2 separate regions of the Danio rerio genome follow, and region 2 is linked to region 1. A link is a contact called in public HiCAR-type data. All regions are on one chromosome and are shown on one strand. The core of a region is the stretch at or near the end of the contact, and the rest is flanking DNA. Distances in the headings are between cores, read along the strand shown. Region 1 holds the start of gpr135 (G protein-coupled receptor 135). Region 2 holds the start of sdsl (serine dehydratase-like).

What was found. HiCAR-type assays count read pairs that join an accessible place to other places.
Region 2: a contact with region 1 is called in a HiCAR-type map of caudal fin, with 4 times the contacts expected there. The contact joins the promoter of sdsl here to the promoter of gpr135 in region 1. A contact is called at or near these places in 1 of 18 Hi-C or Micro-C datasets (embryo) and 1 of 4 datasets of contacts at active chromatin or transcription factors (caudal fin).

Annotation. Positions count from the first base shown.
Region 1 is chr17:15,691,140-15,696,876 of GRCz12tu, reverse strand. It overlaps gpr135 (G protein-coupled receptor 135), which reads right to left and starts at 1,397. Exons shown (of 2, transcript XM_073928247.1): 1 at 1,241-1,397. jkamp (jnk1/mapk8 associated membrane protein) reads left to right here and starts at 1,455. Exons shown (of 7, transcript NM_200482.2): 1 at 1,455-1,543; 2 at 1,761-1,846; 3 at 3,686-3,840; 4 at 5,267-5,473. The coding sequence starts at 1,540. ccdc175 (coiled-coil domain containing 175) reads right to left here. Exons shown (of 20, transcript XR_012393258.1): 20 at 3,643-3,827.
Region 2 is chr17:15,864,078-15,869,554 of GRCz12tu, reverse strand. sdsl (serine dehydratase-like) reads left to right here and starts at 3,293. Exons shown (of 8, transcript NM_001327936.1): 1 at 3,293-3,358; 2 at 3,551-3,720; 3 at 3,966-4,008. The coding sequence starts at 3,568. It overlaps ppp1r13ba (protein phosphatase 1, regulatory subunit 13Ba), which reads left to right. Exons shown (of 18, transcript NM_001204257.1): 17 at 1-114; 18 at 1,817-2,850. The coding sequence ends at 1,858.

The sequences.
Region 1 (5,737 bases), core at 148-2,647:
ATCAAGGTAAATATTGCTTGATATAAGGAAATACATTTATTCTACGTTGTTTCCAAACATGCTGTATCTTCAAAGATGCTTTTAAAAACCAAATAAATAAGAATGTTTTGTATACATGAAAGGGTAGTATTAATTCAAAGCTAATGGGTGAAGCTATTTTCATTTTTTCACAATAAACTGTTGAAATGTCATTTCCACCACTGTCTTTTCCATCACCACACACATTTAAAAAAATATATTTAAAAAGTTCTCATCACACATTAAAAGTGTGTTCACAATTTATAAGTCCATGCTCTGTTTAATATACAAATTCAGTTTATTTATTTTCTAATAAACTCTTAACCAAATTAATATTAAATTTTAGAGTGTGACAGGTGTAAAATTTAGCATACAACTAATTTATTTCATTGACAAATGTATTATTATTATTATATATTGTGGAAAGATTGGTTAAACTTCATGCAAAAATGATCTTAGACAATGTTTGACTGCCATTATTTATTTCATTTTGAAATCAAAGCTGTATATTAAGATGTGGTAGGATTGACATTTGTTCAGTTCATGATGGAAAAAATGTTTCTCTTCTTATCCAAGTTTGTCCTCTTACAGATCTTAAAACTAGACAAATAGTTTAAACTTATGAGGCTATGTTAAGTTAATTTTGAACAAGTTTTTTTTACTCAACTTCACAAGGCTAAAAATGCCTGTAGAGGAAGAATGGCCTTTATACTGTTCAGCAGGTGAAAAACAAAAGCTTATGTGACAAAAGTATAGCTTACGTGACTGTCTGCATACAGTAACCTATACAGGAACAGTGCCAGACAGAAACTGCAGATATTCTTTACTATTTCAGTGCGAAATTTTGTAAAAAAATAATAAAATAATAAAAAAGATAATAATAAAAACAATAAAAAAAATAACTTTTTAAAAATAATAACACAATGCAGATTCAATTAGATCCACTACTTTGTTATAAACAAAGCAAGACATCTATATAGGCTACTATATCTACTAAAAGACAGGAAATAATACTTTCCAAACTGTATTGTAAATAAAGCATTTAAATGTGCACATTAGTTAACATATTACTGAAATGATTGTAAATAATTGCACATTTTCCATAGGTAAATAAACAAAACAAAAACAAACAGCTAAACACGTTACAAACACGTTACAAAAAGCTAAACATTAGCCTATGTGTGGATTCCTAGAACTAACCGATATAAAATGAGGCACTTACCCAGCAAGAAAAAGCTGTAGGCAACAGTAGCTAAAAGGGCAATGGTAAAATTACACAGAATGCACTATTTAGCGGACATTTCTGAAAACATTATTCAATTACTGAGCATTTTAGACTCATACTTGTACACCAGAGAGCGGCGCTGTGTAACAGTTGACCTTTGGCAATTCCTCCCGCATTACATGAAGAAGACGGAGACATTCTTCCGGTTTCTCTTACGTCGGGTTTGGTAACTGCAGTTTAAAACCAACTAATTAAATAAACTGGGCGATTGCTCGGTTTGTAATGCTGCTTATGAAATGGGTATGTTAAAACAGCCAATATTAAATGCAGACATCTTATGAGAATGCGATTCAGCGTTGATTTCTTGCTGTTAATTACGTCGCTGTATAGTTTGCTGCCATAACAACATTTGAATAAGATGACGTTATTGTTTTGTTGTTGTTGTTGTTGTTGTTGTTGTTGTTATATTATTATTGTCTTCATTATTTGATGGTGTTTTTTTCTGCGTGTATTACAGCCGTGGCAATGAGCTCCACTTGTCCTGGACTTTACTGTGGAAGAACCAGCATTAATGATACTACTGATATATGGGGAGAATGTGGGGTAAGTTTCTCATTTTTACATCAGTCTGTTCAAGTAAACCACACATAATTTATATTACAATGTGCTCTAATTTAATAGTTTGTATGAATAACATTGTTGAAAAATCAATAAGCGCAGTTGTTTTGTCTACATGCTCACTCTGATTCAGGTAAAGTTGGTTTTATTTCATACACATTAGGTCAGTGACAAATTGTGACACGCTCCCTATATTGTTAACCATGGTACTTTCAATATTCAGACTGAAATCACCTATAAATATGACTTCAAAGCAACATCAGCACTATTTAATTGACTGTGAACAATGTTGTAGTTTATTTATTCATTCATTCATTTTCTTTTCGGCTTAGTCCCTTTATTAATCTGGAGTCGCCACACGAAATGAACCGCCAACTTATCCACCTGTACCGCATGTCTTTGGAAACCGGAGCCACCCGGAGGAAACCCATGCGAGCACAGGGAGAACATGCAAACTCCACACAGAAACACCAACTGACCCAGCTGAGGCTCGAACCGGCGACCTTCTTGCTGTGGGGCGAATGTGCACCACCGTTCTGCCCCACACTTGCCCCGCAGTTGTTGGCTGCTAATATGATTTCACTATTATGAATTTGCAAATAATACTTTAATTAAATTATATTATAAAGGACAAAGTCCGAATGTGTGAAAATTATACCAACTTTACCTCAATACTGTAGCCTTACTTCACTAAGTTACATTCGTTTAAAATGCCATGTCATCATGTCATGTCATTTTCATTTGCTTATCTTGGGTTGGGTCACGGAGGCAGCAGTCTTAGAAGAGAACCCCAGACTTCCCTCTCCCCAGACACTTCCTCCAGCTCCTGTAGGGGTATCTCGAGGCATTCCCAGGCCAGCCGAGAGACATAGTCTCTCCAGTGTGTCATGGGTCCTCCTTGAGGCGTCCTCCTGGTGGGATATGCTGCCTGGAACACCTCCCTAGGTAGGCCTCCAGGAAGCATCCGAAACAGATGCCCAAGCCACCTCAGCTGACTTCTCTCGATGTGGAGGAGCAGCAGCTCTACTCTGAGCTCCTCCGGGGTGACAGACCTCCTCACCCTGTCTTTAAGGGTATACGAGATCTTGTCCTTTCGGTCATGACCCAATACTCATGACCATAGGTGAGAGTAGGAACGTAGATTGACCTGTAAATTGAGAGCTTAGCCTTTCGGCTCAGCTCCTTCTTTACCACAGCAGACCGATACATCGACTGCATTACCGCTGCCACTGCACCGATCCGCCTGTCAATTTCATGCTCCATCCTTCCCTCACTCGTGAACAAAACCCCAAGATACTTGAACTCCTCCACCTGGGGTAAGGACTTTTCTCCTACCTGGAGATGCCAAAACCACCTTTTTCTGGTGGAGCACCATGGCCTCGGACTTAGAGGTGCGGATTTTCATCCCAGCCGCATCACACTTGGCAGCAAACCGCCCCAGTGCATGCTGAATATCCATGTTCGATGAAGATTTCCATTGACTAAATGATATTGTATTGAATTTTGGATTATTTATGAACATTAACAGTTAAACACTAAACAGTTGTATTTTAATTGTTTTATTTATTTTATATTATAAAAGATGAATAATTTAGGACCATAACTTTACAACTAATGTAGCTGCATGACATATGTATTACAATAACAAACATATTGCTTATAGTTAGTTAATGCATTAAATGATGTTTACTAGTGGATCATATTTAAAGTTTTAAACTTTTCCTGGTCATTCAAGAGCAATTTTGCTCGTATTGATAGATTTGATTGCACAGTGGACTGGATTTACTTTGTTTTGAAGTGATTTTGCCATTTTTTATTATAAAGGTTTGTCCTCGTGGCGAGAGGACGAACTTGGAGAAGATCTGTATGAAATGCACTGGATCTCCTGATCTCTATGACTGGCTGTACCTGGGCTTCATGGCAATGCTGCCTCTGGTCCTGCACTGGTTCTTTATCGAGTGGTATTCTGGGAAAAAGAGGTAATAAGCTGTATTTATAAGTAATATTTTAAAATGGAAAACAGTATAAACTGACTTTGTTGAACTGCCTTTTCTAAGTGGTATAGATTTAATAAGGTGCCAGAAACATTCTGTAGGGGTTTTGAACTATTCTCTGTAAATCTCTAATATAATACTAAATAATACTAATCTGTCCAGCACCATTAACCAAGAAATTTTCAGTATATTTTTTCTGATGCTTGGTTTGAACTTCAGCAGATCATCTTGACCAAATCTACATGCATTAATGGTTCAAGTTAGAGCAATGTGATTTGCTGAATAGACATTTGAGTAAACAAGCATGTGTACTTATTAAAGGGACTGCAGGCGAATAGAGTAAAAAAAGACTTTATCACTATACTTCCTCCGTTGATTGGTTGCTTTAGGACTTGTAAACATGTTTGTATTACTTTTGTAAGTTTGCAAGTTTACTAAAATGTTATGTTTTAATATGCAAATGAAGCTTCACTTAATTGATTAAAATGTGCTTATTTGCATAGATTTCTTGCACAAAAATTGGACAGTACAATTTTATTTATTTATTTTTTTACATTTGGTGGCAAATGTTTTTTCAATATAAAAATCTCTTTTTTTAATTTATTCTTTATTAAACTTTTCACAAATAAACAACTATGGTACTGATATCTTGTAACCTGTACAGAAGTTCTTGTCACGCATTCAATTGCATACACATTCTTAAGAGCAAAAACAGAAACAAAAGAAGATTAGAAAGACAAAGGCTAGTCTTAGAGGATCCTAAAGACCCAGAGAGTGGAACATATGCACCCAAACACTTCAGATCTCTGATGCAAATCAAGAGTCAGTTTTTTCAGTGGTAAAAAAAGTTGCCTTGCTCAATCATATATTAACTAAGCAGTTAATAATAAAAGTATAATATAACCATAATAAAAGTATATTTGTTTTGACCAAGTGTGCACAAACATTCAGCACCTGTTCTTTATCACGATCAAGACGAAGATTTGGGTATGTCTTTGTATAGAATAAAATGTTGTGTATATAATTAGACAAATTATATATTAACATGATACATGTCTTTCTTTAAAAAAATAGAATAAGAATAAAAGAATAAAACTGTAAAGTTTGTCAGCTGAAGTGAAGATTTATGGCTCACTGAAGGAGTTTTTATTTTGAAATATGTATTGTAATCGAAATCTACACACACAGATTGATAAAGTGCAATAAAAGCAGCACATAAAAGCATATTTTGTTTCTGTTTCATTATACTGAAAACAATTTGTGAAAAGCCAAAAGAACTAAATCTCAAAATTAGTTTTTGCCTTTCAGTAAAACTGGTATGACTGAGGAAATTCTGTCGTGTAGATGGGATTTTCCAATATTGTGGCAAAACTTTTCAGACTAACCTGTGTTCTTTTAATGTCATCAACAGTTCTAGTGCCCTTTTCCAGCACATTACGGCCCTGTTTGAATGCACAGTTGCTGCTGTAGTGACTCTGCTGCTCAATGATCCTGTCGGCCAGCTGTATATTCGTTCCTGTGAGGTGAAGATGCTTTCAGACTGGTACACCATGCTGTATAACCCCAGCCCAGACTACGTCACCACGTTGCACTGCACACAGGAGGCTGTGTTTCCTCTGTGAGTGGCTTTTATAGCGATATATGTATGTGATTTGAGGCATCAGTTATATTTGTTGGTTTCTAGGCTTTACACTATTGACACATTGTTGCATTGTTTAACACAGTTGCATTGGATTGATAATGCCATATATTTTTTATTATAACATTTTAAAACTTATGAAACAAAAAATACAGTTCCTTAAAACCCTATAATTTGGTCTTACTACATTAGGAATGGACCACGCTTGAATGGCGAACTTCTTTTCTGTTAGCTGGACAAAGT
Region 2 (5,477 bases), core at 2,044-4,543, 170 kb before region 1:
TTTCGTGAAGGTGATGCTCTCACTATAATGAGTCGTAGGGACGACAGCGAGACAGAATGGTGGTGGGCCAAAGTAAATGACAAAGAGGGCTATGTACCACGCAACTTGTTAGGGGTAAGATATCTGCATAAGCTCATTTATTTCTTTGCTCTAGGGCTGCACAAAATATCATTTCAGCATCAACAATGCAATGTGCACATCCACAGTTACAGTATGTGCCATTTCAAGATGGGATAATTATTGACTGGGCACCACAATTTAGAACACATGTGATTTCTGGAGACATTGCAAAGTTTAACCATAATAGAGAGAAAGGTTATCATTTGCATGTGTTTTTATGGACTGTGAGACATGCATTTCAAGCAAGTTCAGGCAGAAAAAATTTTGTAAAAAAGTTTGTAGCTTTATTTCAAAATCACCCAAATAATTATAAAATAATAAATTCTTTCTAAGAATTAGCTATTCAAGTCATCTGGTAAAATTGTATTTAGAAGTGATGGGCAGTTCGGATTATTTTACTGACTCTGACCCTTGAGTCTCGTTCAGTGAGATGAACATCTTTTTTCAAGTCATTTAGTTAATTTCGCTAAAATACTATTAAAATGATTAAAGTTGCTTCCAAACGCATCTACCACTACACCAAACGTTGATCACACTACAAACAAGTCATAACTAGAGTGCTATAAGAAAGAAAAAAACAATTATATACTGTTTACCTAGTCTTAAGTCTATTATGTCAGGTCACCTCTTCTGACATGTCTATAAATTTGAGTAGTTTGTTCACTTTACACTGACAGTCTTAACCAATGCACACAGTCTGAGCTGAAAAGAGCCAAGTTTAGTTCACCTTTAGAGTCTTCTGGTTATTGAGTCATTCATTCATCACGTGACAGCATGTGAAGAGAGATGACTCAAATCAAAGACTCGAGAAACGAACGGATCAGATAATTTCTCTGCTCTAAATGCATATAATTGACTTCTGTCTTTCACATGAAGAATTAATTACTCAAACCTAGGACTTGAGAGATGAACGAATCAAATCTTTTTCCGACTCTAAATGCATATGATTGACTTCTGTCTTTCATGTGATGAATGAATAACTCAAACCTAGGACTTGAGATGAACGAATCAAATCTTTTTCCGGCTCTAAATATATACTTTTGGCTTCTATCATTCACAAGATGAAAGAACAACTAAAAATGAGGACTCGAGAAATGAACAGATCAAATCTTTTTCCGGCTCTAAATGCATATGATTGGCTTCTGTCTTTCACGTGATGAATGAATGACTTATAGAAGAGCTATAGATGACCGATAGAAGACTCAAAAAAGGAACCAATCTTCTACTCCACCTGCACGAATGGGGACATGCGCAAATGGACAAATTACTCTGAAAGGACACATTGTTCTCGAGTTGTACAAAGATTTTCTCAAAATAACCAAATAGTTCAAGAACGACATATCACGTCGGCACCAGTGGTGTAGTGGTTAGGGCATCGACACATGCACTGCGGTGCTCACGGCGACCCGAGTTCAATTCCCACCTCACGGTCCTATGCCGATCCTTCCCCTCTGCTCCCTATGCTTTCCTGTCGATAATCTCTACTGTCCTTTACATTAAAGGTAAACCCCCCCCCCAAAAAATTTTTAAAAAAGAATGACCCATCAGTAGTATTCATATTGCAATTTATCCCAATATTGTGCAGCCCTAATTTTGTGCATTAAAATATTTTGTTCAAATTTTAATTAGGAAGTTGTAAATAGTTTGCAAAGTATCTTCTTAATTTGGAAGTTGCTGTTCATTCTTGTTTTTCCAGCTGTACCCAAGAATCAAACCCAGGCAACGTTCTTTGGCATAGATGGCCTGAAGAGACAGTATTATACACAGCACTTGGCATGAAACTGTGGGATGCTGCCCTGCCCTGTCTTTGCCGTCACCACAACACAGAGCCCACAGGGGTGGCAAGATGATGGAGCACGTCTGGTGTCGGACAAGATGGATTTACCCATGAGCGGGGAATTCAGTGGTCTTCTGTTTGCATCCCAGATTTATTCGTCACTATGATGTGTTGTTTTTGCAGTGTCCCTCTCACCCATATCTCTGTTGAGGAACATGTTAGCTATTCTGTCCTCTTCCACAGCACAGACCTCCTGAGTATGTGTGCGTTTGTGAGTGTTTCAGAGTGGGATGTGTTCTGTAAGAGTGGGAAGTGCATGTGACATGATGATAAGAGTTGGTGACAGAGTATGCGGTCTTGGATTCCAATGTTTCGTGCTCTGTGGGTATTATCAGGCAAAGAGGAAACCAATGGAACTGAAGTTTCATTTCCCACGGTTAGGAAGTCGCTGATTCAGGGAAAAGGAAGGAAGGTGCTGGAAAGTGTTTACAAAGAGGCCTTGAGGCTGGTCAAGCTACTGATGGATGATAAGGAAGTGGCCTGTTATGGAAACATGTATGTATGTATGTTTGTGTGTGTTGAGGATTATATGGGCTTGAGGAGGTGAAATTGTGTAGTCATTTGTGACTTGGGTGCTGGAAGAAAACTGATGACATGACTAATACAGTGGCTGTTCTTCAACAGGGGATACTGTCAACATATCACACAAAACCTATAGCATATTCCTATGCTTAATTTAAGTCAGGCTTGATATTTTTTTATGCTACATGATTCCCTTTTAAGGGTTCTTTATTTAATGGAAGTAAAAAGAAATTCTTTAAACAGCTTGATATAAGCTTTTATGGCTGCCAAAAGAGCCAGGATCTGCCGAGTGTTTGTGCTGCCATACAAGAGCAGTTTATGTAATGTCATGTATATGTGCACAATAAAATTTCCACATTGGGACAAAGTCATAAGTTGTACTGGCTCTATTTTTCAAAGCATGTGTTTTATAGTGATGCTGTGTACTGAGCACAAGTAAAATGCCTTTGGGGGTTTAGTCTTGAAATATCAATATATATAATGATGGCCTTGTTGTGTAGTTCGATATGCACATTACTGATAGGCTACTAAGTTTTTTTCTCATTGTTTTGTTTCATTACTATAGTTTGACTATAAAATCCTATGTTTATCGAGGTGGACAACTGTTAGCAATCAGTATGACTATAAACATAATATTAAATGCAAGTTAAGCACTATCCCAGACTGTTTTACGTTACTTTTACGATATCTTTGAGAACAGTTTCTCATAAATGAATAACCCAAGTTTACCCTACATTACATAATTTCGCAAGCTGTTGAGGTTTATCTAGCATCTTTGGACATTAGTTCATTAGTGCCCGATTGCTTTATTGTCAGCAAATGAACTTTGAGCTCCTCGGCAGTGCTCATGCTAAAGAGAATCGTCTAGCAACGGAATAGGTGAGTGGACTATCAAACAGCAAATTAACAAGTAAGACATTGTACTTTTTATGTGTAAAACTCAGACTTGAGATGAAAAGCGCGCGAAATCGATCATGTTTTATGTTCGTCAGTTTGTGCTAAGGTTGTTTACCAACCGTAATGGGACATTGTTGTTTGCTCTCTCTCCCTTCTTATCTGTTTGCATTGCAGAACATTTTGAGGAAAAAATGTCAAAGCAAAATGGATTTCACGTCGTCACCCCACTTCTCGAGAGCACGGGCATGTCCAAGTTGGTGGGTAGCACCGTGTATCTGAAGATGGAGAGCTCACAGCCCGCCGGTTCCTTCAAAATCCGTGGAATAGGATACATGTGTCAAAATGTGAGGAAAAATGTTGCTTGTTTCTAAAAGTTAAGAACCAAATTTCTTGAAAAACATATAACTGTATATAAATGTCACCCATTACGTATTTTAAAATTAGTTTACATTATTAAATTTTAATACGTTCGGAGCACGTTCAGGCCTGTATAGTGTGTTCGCACTACCCTCTGGTGTCCTCTAGGAAGAACTGCATATTTTTTTCCAGGAGTACAAAAAATAACAATATGTTTTTATTCATTTATAAGGTTGCAAGCTCTAATAAGTCTAGAGGTGTAATTTGTTCTTCAGGTGAGTGAAATGATGAACATTCGTTTTTTTCCATTCGTGTATAGATGTTTCTTTGGCTCATTCCACCAGAGACGTACATTATCTGTACCTAAAATAGAAAAATTTACAGTGAATTAAAAGTATTTCATCCCAAAAATTTCTAAAATGGACTGATTTTTGATTTCTGTGAGCTGTTCTGTAAAGGAATATGTCATTCATTTGTTTCTTAGGTTTTTTTCTTTATTTAAAACACTTTAATGTACAAACTCTGTCATTGTCCTTGTCCTCAGCCCAATTGAACCTACAGCTATAATAGTTTTGTTATTGCTAAAAACTGTCTTTTAGGAAGAAATACTTCAAAAATAGCAAGTTTAAGTTGTTATCATTCACATCGATTGATTAACAACAAAAAATGATAAATAATTCTACAAAAAAAAAAGCGGCAAATATATAATACAAATACATTTACGATTGTCCCCATGTTTCTGTCAGTCCTGTCACTTTTGCATTAAATTTGACATATGTGTGCAATACATTTTTTTAATTGAATCTTAAAAAAATAAAATCACTGTATTGAAGTGAAAGCATCAATCATTAAGAAAAAAGAATATCATAAGCTTTAAATAACGTATTCATCTCATTATTAATAAGCTTAAGAAATTCAATATTGAATGAAATTTCATCAAGAAAAGTATTAAATCTAGTTATTTCCTTTAGGAACTTATTTTTGTGTATAAACAATTTACAATAAGATTGAGAGCATGATCATTACCAGAGAAATACAGAAATATATCTTTTATAGATATATTTATTATATCTATATTTATTATAGAAACCTATCTTTTATAGATATATTTAAATAATATTTAAATAAGGACGATAAATAAAAAATATTGTTGTTCCAAAGAAGTTTAACATGAATGTAACTACAAAATAAGTGAAATAAAGTCTCTTCATGTGAATTGCAGACAGTACACGAATTAGATATATCAAAATAATTAGCAATATGGGAATTTGTAGGATATACATTATGCAAAATGGTAAAATGTATCTTTCTTATTTTATTGGACATGCTAAACTTTTCAAGTAATAACCATGCTCTCTTCCATGAATGCTGTCATTCAAAAATGGTCCAGAAAAATGTACATCTCTGGGAAGTATATACAGAGTTCCTATTCTGAAAAATAGATATGTGAACGGCAATTTTGCAATATTTAAAATATATGTCTGCAACATTATATTGCTTTATAGTAACTTGTAGTCTTATGGCAATATATCACAGAAAGAATAAATATCGCAGTGTCATATTTTTCCAAATATGTTGCTGCCTTAACACGTATATCTAAACATTTATCTAATATTTTTAGACATATGTTTAATATGATAAAAATAATAATAAAACCCTTAATTCATTATAATAATTATTTATTAAATTCATAAAATTTTCTTTGCCTTAGTTTTAGTCGCCTTATTTATCTGGGGTTGCCACA